2 separate regions of the Sus scrofa genome follow, and region 2 is linked to region 1. A link is a contact called in public Hi-C data. All regions are on one chromosome and are shown on one strand. Each heading gives the region's core, a stretch centred on a gene start, on an enhancer-like site or on the middle of the called end of the contact. The rest is flanking DNA. Distances are from core to core; before and after follow the strand shown.

Evidence for each region. A called contact is a pair of places that touch in the nucleus more often than the background predicts.
Region 2: a Hi-C map of brain shows a contact between it and region 1, with 4 times the contacts expected there. The contact joins the enhancer-like site here to the promoter of CXXC5 in region 1. A contact is called at or near these places in 1 of 5 promoter capture datasets (liver), 9 of 47 Hi-C or Micro-C datasets (blood, brain, fetal liver and 5 more) and 1 of 2 datasets of contacts at active chromatin or transcription factors (skeletal muscle).

Annotation. Positions count from the first base shown.
Region 1 is chr2:141,478,099-141,483,003 of Sscrofa11.1, forward strand. CXXC5 (CXXC-type zinc finger protein 5) reads left to right here and starts at 2,894. Exons shown (of 5, transcript XM_021084872.1): 1 at 2,894-2,994.
Region 2 is chr2:141,514,515-141,519,419 of Sscrofa11.1, forward strand. No RefSeq gene overlaps it. Among named protein-coding and RNA genes, the nearest start is that of CXXC5, 36 kb to the left of the region's middle. Within about 2 kb of position 2,832, at least 24 of the 83 cell types and tissues checked have an H3K27ac peak or open chromatin away from gene starts, as enhancers often do. A contact at or near this core is called in brain, fetal liver and omental adipose tissue, where this site is marked.

The DNA.
Region 1 (4,905 bases), core at 1,644-4,143:
AGATCTCCCGCCTAATGCTTCCTGGGTGTCTCCCCTTCTCTCCTTGTTGTGGTGGAGAGTTCCGTGTGGATGATTTGCAGGACATTTCCTGTTCTACTGCATTTTCCGTGTGGACAGTTCTGCCACTCTCCTCTGTGGTTCTGACCTGGAGTGGCGTGAGGATCCGGGTCTCTTTCCACTTCTGAATTCCAGGAGAAGCCGAAGACTCCAAGAGCTGCCCTCCAACCCGGGCCAGGCGCCTGTCAACACCCCTTCCCTGAGAACGTCGCCCCTGGGATCCCCTGACTCATGTCCATGGCCGCCTGCAGAACCTTGGCCTTTGCCCTCTGACCTGGGGAGGTGGGCAGAGGTCTGGGAGGAAAATGTGGACTTGTAATTCCCTGGGGGGGAGAAATCACACACACCACACACACACACACATACACACACCCCCCATGGATCTCAGCATGAAGCTTTTTTTCAGGGTGCAGGGCCTGATCCTGCCTTCGCCCTAGGCTTCAGCAGCCCTGCAGGTCTGTTTCATCTCTTGGGGCCCAATCTGCTGAGGCCTGCTACTGACTCCTGGGGGACAGGTCACAGTCTGGGCCTCAGCTTCCCCAGAAAAAGCAGATGGTGGCTGGCCAAGAGTTTGGAGATCCTGGAGCTTCTAGGCCTGGGATCCTGTCTCCTTTTCCCCATATGGTCAGTGCCCAACACAGTCCCTGACACTTGGGCTGGGCCCCAGAATATCTGCCTTTAAGCAGTTTGAGGCCGATAGCCTGGAGGTGTTTGTCTTAAAACTGTGTTCCCAGAGCAGGTACCTTGCTTCACTCGCATGGTATGTCTATTTGGGGTGGCGCTGAGGAAGGCTGCTGGTGAGGAGAAGGAGAGGCTCCTCGGGGCCTCCCCTAGGGAGCCATTCCTGGGCACACAGTGAGGGGAGGACCCTTCTCGGCATTTGTGGAAGGAGCAGAGTGTCCACGAGAGGCTCGCTCCCTGTGGCCTGGGAGGTCAGGGGAGCCATCTGACACCTGCCTCACAACCTTATCCCCTGGCTGGGTCAAGGTCCCAAAAGCCACCTTTAGATGGCTCGGAAGGTGGGCACCAGGGGCTGCTCCTGGGAGACACAGGCCTCAGGCCCTCCACCCCCCAGGCAGGCCACCCAGAGGAGAGGAAGCAGAGAGGTGGCAGCTTGTTTCGCTTCTTTCACAGAGGCGACTCCTGTGGCACCCAGGTCTCTGCAGCAAACTCCCTGTTATCAGGTGTATCCCCAGGCAGACTTCCCGCACGGTCCTCCCCCTCTTCCACTAGGGTCTCCGGTTGGTCGGGGGCTGTGTTGTCTCTGCTAGCAGAGGAAGACAAACCCACCCCCACGAATTCCACAGAAGGGAAGGAAACGTTCCACGCTGGCACTATCGGCAGTTCGGGATTATATGAGTGGGCCTGGGGCTGGCTCTATGGGTCACTGAAGAGATGAGAAGAGGACATCTGCAGCCTTAGGATTAGCCCAAGCTGGGCAGATGGAGGGGCACCGAGTGGTGCTCAGGATATGCGGGCCCAAATCTGTACCCACTGGGCTTTTGTTCTCTTTCAGCCGGTATCTGTCTGTCGAGCAATGCTCTGTGCTAGGCACTGTCTCAGGCTGAGTTTACACTTCGCGGTCCCGTCTCAGGGCCACAATGCAGTCGCTTTAGCTCCAGGACTCAGGGCTTGGGGTGGCGCCGGCACAGGAAACAAAATGCCCTTCCTCGGCTCGGTTTCCTCATCTGTGAAATGGGGACAGGAACCTCGGCTCCCTTTCTCCCGGAGAACTAGAGCCCACCGAGTTCGGGAAAGCGCCCTGGGAAGGGAGGAGTCCTTCAACACGCGTCTAATTCCGAGAGTGCTCGGCTAGGAGTTCCCGACCCTACGCGCCGCTGAGCCGCGGGGCGCGGCCAAACCCTCAGCACCGGTCCTTGCAGCTTGGCGGCCGGCCGAACAGAGGGGACAGAGGGGCGGCGGATTTCCTCGTCAGGTGCGTCGCCGAGCGCATGCCCTCCTCACAAAACGAGAGAGGTCCTCTTATGTATTTATTTATTTATTTTTGTAAAGTTGCGGAGAAAGAGGTGAAGACGGGGCGCGCCGGGGAGCTGAGCCAGGGCCGACCAGGTCAGGGCGCGGAGAGCTGGAGGCGCAGTGGCTGCAGCTCCAGCCTCAGAGCCTGCGGCGTCCAAGTGGCCAGGGCTGCGTCGGGAGGGAGGGAGCGTCGAGTCCGGTCCGGGTTTTGCCGGCAGCCCCCGGGCAGCGTTCAGAGCTCCTGCCCCGGCGGGCGCGCGGCGGCGGCGGCGGCGGCGGCGGCAGAGGCGGCGGAGCCTGAGCGGGGATGTAGAGGCGGCGGCACTGGCGGCAGCAGAGGCGGCGGCGGCGGCGAGAGCAGGCGCCGGAGCCGAGCGAGAAGAGCGGCAGGACCTTGTTCCCCGAAGCCGGGCCCCGCGTCCCAGCCCTGCCCAGCCCGCGCCCAGCCATGCGCGCCGCCTGCTGAGTCCGGGCGCCTCACGCTGCGCCCTCCGCCAGCCGCGCCGCGCTGCGCTCGGGGGTGATTAGTTGCTTTTTGTTGTTTTTTAATTTGGGCCGCGGGGAGGGGGAGGAGGGGCAGGTGCTGCAGGCTCCCCCCCCCTCCCCGCCTCCGGCCAGCCGCGGCGGCGTGACTCCGGCTCCGGCCCCGGGCACGGCGGGCGGCGCGGCTGGAGCGGAGCGCACCGCGGCGGCTGTGCCCAGAGAGGAGCGCAGCTCTCCGCCCCGCCCCTCCCCCTCGGCCTCGCGGCGGCGGCGGCGGCGGCGGCGGCGGTGGCGGCTTGGACGACTCTGAGAGCCGGTAGGTGTCGGGCCACGGCCCTCCCCCGACCCCCCGGAGGCCGGCCCCCTCCCCTTCCCCGCCTACCTCCCTCTCCTCCCCGGGGCCCGGTGCGCGGCCGGGGCCGGAGTTCGCTGCAAGTCGGCGGAAAGTTTGGCGGCGCGGGCTCCCCCGAAGTTCAGGTGCGGAGAGCCAGGGACGGGGAAGGAGGGGTCCGGGTTTGGGTGGGGCAGGGGGTGCCGGTGGCCTGAGCCCGGGAGCCCCGGCGGCTGGGAGCCCGAGCTCCGGGGATCGCTCGGTGGCCTCTGCTATACTCCAGCCTCCCCAAGCCGCAGTCAGCTCGGTCGCAGATCACTGAGTTCAGACAAAAAGAGGGGTTTTAGGGTCGGGGACGGCGGCTTGGGCGCCATGGATTGGGGCTGGGGCTCCTGTCCCCTCCCCAGGTCCTCGAGCCTGAGGGCTCAGGGGCGGCGGGAGCCCGGGTCCTCACCTCTCGGTGTTGGGCGGGCGCTCCGCCTGCGGGGGCGGCTGATTGGAGCTCTCCGGCGCGCACTCCCCCCACCATGCCCCATTCGCAGCCTGGTGTTTGGGGGGCGACGGTAACTGCTCTTAATGCCCTGGACCACGCGTGGCTGAGTCTCCCCCTCCACTTGAGGGGGCGGTGGCCACTTCTACATTTCCCCTCCGGCTCCTCGCCCCCGCTGCCCGCGGGGTGCCTGGCGGGCTGATCAAGTTTGACCTTCTTTTTCCGTTAAAGGATCACCCCCCACCACCGCTGCTCCCCGCGGCCTCGTTCTCCCATCCTCCCCAGCCCTGGGGAGTCTTTCAGGCTGGCTCTCGAGCCCCGCGTGGCCAAACAGCAGGCAAAGCCAGGGTGGGAGACTGGGGGTGTTCCTCTCGCTGCGGAGCTGTGGGAGGCGGGTGTCCCAGGCGCCTGCCTCGCTGCTCTGGCTCCAAATTTACCCGTGAAGTTTGGGCCCCAGCCCCCCCTCCCCTTTGCTTCCCCGGAGCGAGGGGCTGCACCGCCTCGGGAAGAATGTGTTAATTTTCTTGCCGGGGGAAGTTGTCCTCGCCCGGAATGGGCTGCTTCCCGGCGGGGAGCGCGGGGTGCGTCAGGCTTTGTTTATTTGTAGGATCAACAGAAAGTGAGTGACCCCGGTTTTTAAATGGGGGGCTGCCCCTGGGACCTGTCAGGAGAGCCGAAGCGCTCAAGGAGGGACTAGGTTCGCTTTTTGCTACCCCCCCCCCCCCGCTTTAGGAATCGGAAAAGGTGCGCGGAGTTGGGCTGGTGCCACGGGCTGCGAGGAGGCAGCCGCAGATTTGGGGGTTCTGTAGGGACCCATCCGGAAAGACTCGTGCCCTCCCCTTGTCTCCTGCGACGGGGGGGGGTGCTGAAGGGTTGGCAGCCGCACCCTCCTTGGCCCCCCTCGACCCTGGGTGGTCTGAGAGTCGCTTCTTGGGATGGAAGGGGCTGGGGCGGGGGTGGGGGGGGCGGCCCCGGCGAGGCAGCCTCTGGCCCTCCGCCTCCCTGCGCCGCGGGCGCTGTTCCGAGCCCTGGGTTTTGTGGCGGGCCCGCCGTCCCCTCCCCGCGTTGGCGCAGGAAGCACTGGGGAGGGGGCGTGTGCGGTCGTTCGGCCCTCGCCCCGCCGGAGCCGCCCCAGGGCGACCGGCAAACAGAGTCCCTTTCAAGTTTTCCGCTGGGGCCGCCTGGCGGGGGCTGCGTGCGCGGTGGCTGCGGACTTGTTTGGAGCGCTATTTGAACGCCCGGCGCCACCTCAGCTGCCCCGGCTCGCGGGGGCGGGCGGGCGGGGGGGGGGTGGCTGTCCCTGCAGCTGAGAGCGTTTAAATGAGACGTCCTTAGGGGGTGGCCCGAACGCGCCCTGATCCCGCTCCCGAAGGACCCCCGTAGCTTGGGTGCCAACCGAGGAAACCCGGGAGCTGCGCCCCGAAGCCTCCTCCTCCACAGCCCTTTGGAGAGCGATTCGAGGCGACTGAGGCCCGCGCTACCTACTACTTCGTAGTGTTGATTTAGCAGTTTCCCTGGATGAGGCTCAAGTAAGAGCTGCGGGGGGGGGGAGTGGCCCGCTCTGCAG
Region 2 (4,905 bases), core at 1,582-4,081, 36 kb after region 1:
CCGGAGCGCCTCACCTGCTGGATTGCACCCCTGCTTCAGTGCCTGGACCTCCGGGGACCTTCACTCACCTGGGGCCACCTTCTCTTTTTCCGTCCGTCCATCAGGTCTTATCAGGGCAAAGCAGCCCACGGTCCGGGCGTGGCAGGGCGCGGAGCTACCTGTCCAGGTTCTTATTTTTTTGGACTTGCAGTCCTGTGGCATGGTGGGTTCCCAGGGAGCAGTTTTAGGCCAGGTTCACGAGGACCTGGCTGTGCCCGGCACACACACACACACACACACACACACACAGCTCCCCCCTGTCCCCATGTACAGCCCCTTCCTGGAGGTGTCCTTGGCTTTGGCTCTTGCCCCTACCCGCCCAGAACGTTTGTCGGCACGAGGTTGTCTGGGACCCCCGAGGTCAGATGTCCACGTGGGCTAGGCCGGGGCAGCCGGAACAGGAAGAGGTGGCAGCCCTGGGCACCACAGAGGCCGGCCTGCAGGACGAGGCCTGTCATCCCCTTGACCGGGAGGCCTTCTCCCCACCTCGCTGCTTTGAGCCTGGCTACGATGGAGCTAGGCTGGAGAAGGGACTTGCTAATGCTCTCGGGGCCAGGCTTCAGGTGGGTGAGGGCTTCGGGGACGAGGGGAGGGGCAGCTTCTGAAGCCGAGTGGGCGGCGAGGTGGCCATCTCTGCCATTGTCCCCGGGAGGAGAAAAAGCAGCCCTGTTGGGTGGGGGCCTCTGACCCTCAAGCTCTTGCCGGGTGTCACAAGCTCCCTTCGAGCACCAGGAGCTCAGCAGCCTGGCCTGGCACAGCAGGGGCAGGCGGGGGCGGTGGGAGGCAGCTTTCAACTTCATCTCTGCCTGGGAAAAATTCCCTTTCATGTGGCTGCCTGTGATCTCTCCAGGCGGCTCTGCCGAAGGGGGGTGTCCAGCGGGGAGGGGGGCTTGCAGCCAGGGGCACCCTCGCCCCCTGCACGAGGCAAGCTGCAGCACCTCCAGGACCTTGCGGGGGGGCGGGAAGGGTCCTCCTGGGGGAGTGGGAGTGGGAAGCCTGGCCAGCAGGGGGCACCCGGGCAGGAGGCCCCCGCCTGGCTGCTGGCAGCACACAGGCCGCAGATGGCCTCGGCCAGCCCTCGCTGGCATGCCTACAGGTGTGGGGTGGACAGCTCTGGTGCCAGCCCCGAGGGGGGCTGCCGTGACTCAGCCAGCCTGTGCCCTTTGGAGTGCCAACCCACAGCCCAGCCGTGGCGCCTGGGCTCAGCCCCCAGCGCAGAGGCGCCCCGAGCTTGAAGCCCCTCACCTCTTCCACGCTGGGCCCCTCGGACCGGGCTCTGTGGCAACAGTAGGCCAGCCCCTGTGTCGGAAGGAGGCGCAGGCGGGGGTGGGGAGAACCTTGAGGCCCAACACGTGATGAGACTCAGTTACCTCCTCCGGGAAACGGGACACTCACGGTCTCTCCCCCAGAAAGTTGCCTGAGGATGAAGTGACATCACGCCAGGGCAGGGCCTGGCTCGGCGTTAATGGTCAAGGGCAGCTAGGGCCTGTGCGGCTGTTTAAAAGCGATTGTTCACCCAAATCTCACCAAGAAGCCGCCCCCTCCTCCTCCTACCCAAAGCCCCGCCGGCCCTGCGCCAGCGCATCCGTCTCTGCGTCTTTTTATCCGGGTCTGTCTTCGTGGTCCCTGCTGGCCTGTCCCTCCTTCTGTGTGTCTCTTTCTCATCTGTCCACACCGCAGCCTCCACGGGTGTCTCGTGTCTCCAGCTCTGTCTCTCCTGTCTCTCCCGCCTCCGTGTCTTTCTGTGGCAGGCTCACCCCTGCAGCTGTCCCTTCGGACAGAGAAGTACAGAGAGGCGGGCTCCCCTGTGGAGCTAAATGTCCACTTCCCCTCCCAAGGGGTGCCCTCAGCTCCCCTCTGCTATGCGGGGGAGCCTGACCTGGTGACCCGGGAGGCGTCCCCTCAAGTGCCCCACCTGAGTGGCAGGGGGTGGTCGGAGAGGTTGGGGACTGAATGTACCTGGGCCTAGAGACAAGCCCTCTTCCATGTAGGGGTGTGTGTGTGTGTGTGTGTGTGACAGAGATGCTCAAGCCCTGACAACTACGTGAGACCCTGTGCAGTAGTGTGGCTGTACGTGACACTGACTGTGACATGGAAATGGGTCTGCGACCAGGTGGGGTAGGCCGCCGCCCTGAGACCTCCTGTGGCCATGCCAGCATGTGCCAGCAGCCTCACGCTTTGGGATGTCCTGTGACATTGCCTGGGACATTGTTCAGTCCTGTAACAGACCCCGTGTGTTAGCCGGTCGTACAACTAAGTATGTGACACTGGGCATGGCCGCGCCAATCCTGTGTGGCTCGCATGACCCTGTGACAAGATGGTGGGTGGTTCCATGTGGTTTGTGAGCTTGTGTCTGTGTGACCATCATGGGTGTAGCCCTGGGTCGGATATCAGGGATTCTACGTGAGTGTGTGATGCTGGCCCGTGACCCTGCTGTGACCTTGGGACACGGCCCGGTGTGTGCTCGTGGCGTCATGTGTCCGTGTGCCCCTGTGACCCCCTCGGTGATGCTGACATGATGTGCCCTGTGTCTTTGTCTACAGCCTTTCTTGGGTCTCTGCCCTGACAGCCATGCAGCTCTGGGGATGTCGAGGCCCCTGGCAGCCCCTCTTACCCCAGCCTGGCCCTGAGGCCCCGACTGGGTAGGGGAGCTGGCGTGGGGGCAGCAGGCACAGTTCCCACGGCCACCACGGCCCCTCTCCCAGCCCCACCACCGCCGGCTTCAGCTCCGCAGAATATCCTGGCAACCCCAGCCTCTTTGTTCTCTGTGGCCGCCAAAGGCCTCTCCCCACCCCAGCCTGCCCAGCGCCTGCCAGGCGCCCCCTCCCCCCACAGCAGCGGGGCCTGGCCTGACCTAGTCCCTTGCTGCCCTGCTCCCCGCCTCAAGCTGGGACCCTGTCTCATGCCCTGAACCTGACTCAGCACTCCAGACGGGGCCTTTGCCCCTCTGCTCGGAGTTCAGGGTGGCCAGGCTGTGCAGGAAGGAGGAAGCAGGACAGCCGCGGCTGTGCGCTGGGTGATCGCTGGGCCATCGTGGGCCAGGACCCCGGCTTTCTCTATGGCTGCTTCGCCTTGGCCCACGGCTCTTTGGAGGCTGTCTTGAGCCGGGGGTGGTTTCAACTGGTTGAATAAGTTCGCTGCTTTGGCTCCAAAGCCCTCAGGATCCAGATTATTATCTATTTTATAGACTTGAGAGTCTGAAACCCAGAGACGGTACGTGACAGGCCCGAGTCACAGAGCAGGATCGAGGGCCCTGGTTCGAGCTCGGGCACCAGGCTGCTTTTGGAGGCCCAGCTGTCGCCAGGGAAGGAGGGCCCAGGAGTCTGAGTCTGGACACGTTAGTCCGCCCCTCTTCTTGGTCACCATGTATCAAATCCGTGTGTGTGTGTGTGCACGCATGTGCGCATGCCCTTGGGGATGACCTTGGCCAGATGCCCTTGCCTCTCTGTTCCCAGGAATAAAGGGCAACATAACCAGAGGTCGTAGCGTGGGACACTCGGCAGAGTGCCTTGCCGAGCAACCAGGTCACCTCACAGGGCCAGAACCCACAGCACCTCCAACAAGGCCCTGGGGCTGGTGGCGCAAGGGGTAGATTCTGACTTGGGGCCGCAGCCTCTGTTCCCGGACGCAGCCCAGCTCTGTGCTGTCAGAAAGAAGGAGGTGGCCACGGCCACATGGCTGGGCTGCAGTCAAGGCCGCTCGGGCCCGCCCTGACGGCAGCACCAGCTCCCACTCCCTCCCAGGTGCCAGAGACGGATGGACGGATGGAGGTCACTGTGCAGCCAGCCCTGGCCCCCCACGGCCCGCCCGCCGCCCTGTGCTGACAGGCCCTGCTTACGACAGCCGAAGCAGGGGAGGGACAGGCCGCCACCAGCATGGTAATAATCCTTGGCCCAGGCGCCCCGCAGGCAGGTAAGCTGCACAGAGAGGCCCAGCTGCCCCCCAAGCTCACACAGCCCTGGAGGGAGTCCCGTCCCCAGAGGTCCACCTCTCTCCTGGGGGCCCCTGGAGGGCTCTTTCTGCCACACCGGGTGGAGACTGGCTGGGGAGGCTAGAGGGGCTACGGGAGAGGGTCCCCGGAGGCCACCGACCGGCTGCCAGAGCGGACACTTTCATCTCTCGTCGCCTGTCGACCTGCCATCCCTCAGCGGCATTAAATTCCCCTCCTGCCAGAGAACAAGGGCTGCCTCAGATTCCAGGCAGCAGGGCGTGAAGATGGGGTGGGCCCCGGGGAGGAGCGCCAGGTCCGCCAGGGCCCGGCGGGCTGGGGGCGGGGTCCGGAGGCTGGGCTGTCGCCTCCCGCCTCCCCCTCCCTCCCAGCGCCTGCCCCTCTTTCAGGTGGCTCCTCCTCAGGAGCTTTCTTAACCCACGCGCGCCAGGGCAAGTGTCCCCATGCCACCCCCAGCGCTGCCTGGGTGACATTGCCCGGCTTCAGGGCCGCGATCTGCAGCTCAGCAACAGCGCTGCTGGCACCAGCAAACCTCTGTGGGCCGAATAAACACATCATCTCCTCTTTCTGGGCATTTTTTCCCTCTTAGGTGTTTTCAGCTCTGACTGGAACGCTACCCACGGGGGAGGGGAAACTTACCAGAAAGAGCCCCTCTTCCCCCGCCCCCCGGAAGCTCCAGGTTCTGCATCTCTGCCCTCGGTTCGACGAGCTAACGCTGTCCCCCACCTCACAAGCCATAGGGCTTTTCGCCAGGCGTTGGGCCAGTCCTTTGCCCTTAGTAGCTCACAACAGCCCCGCGGGAGGGCATTGATCAGTCGTCCCATTTTATAGATCAGAAAGTTGAGGTTCAGAGCGTCAGAGGTAGACAGACATACCCAAGGGCGCACAGCCAAGTTCCTCTGGTTTCAGAAGCTGCT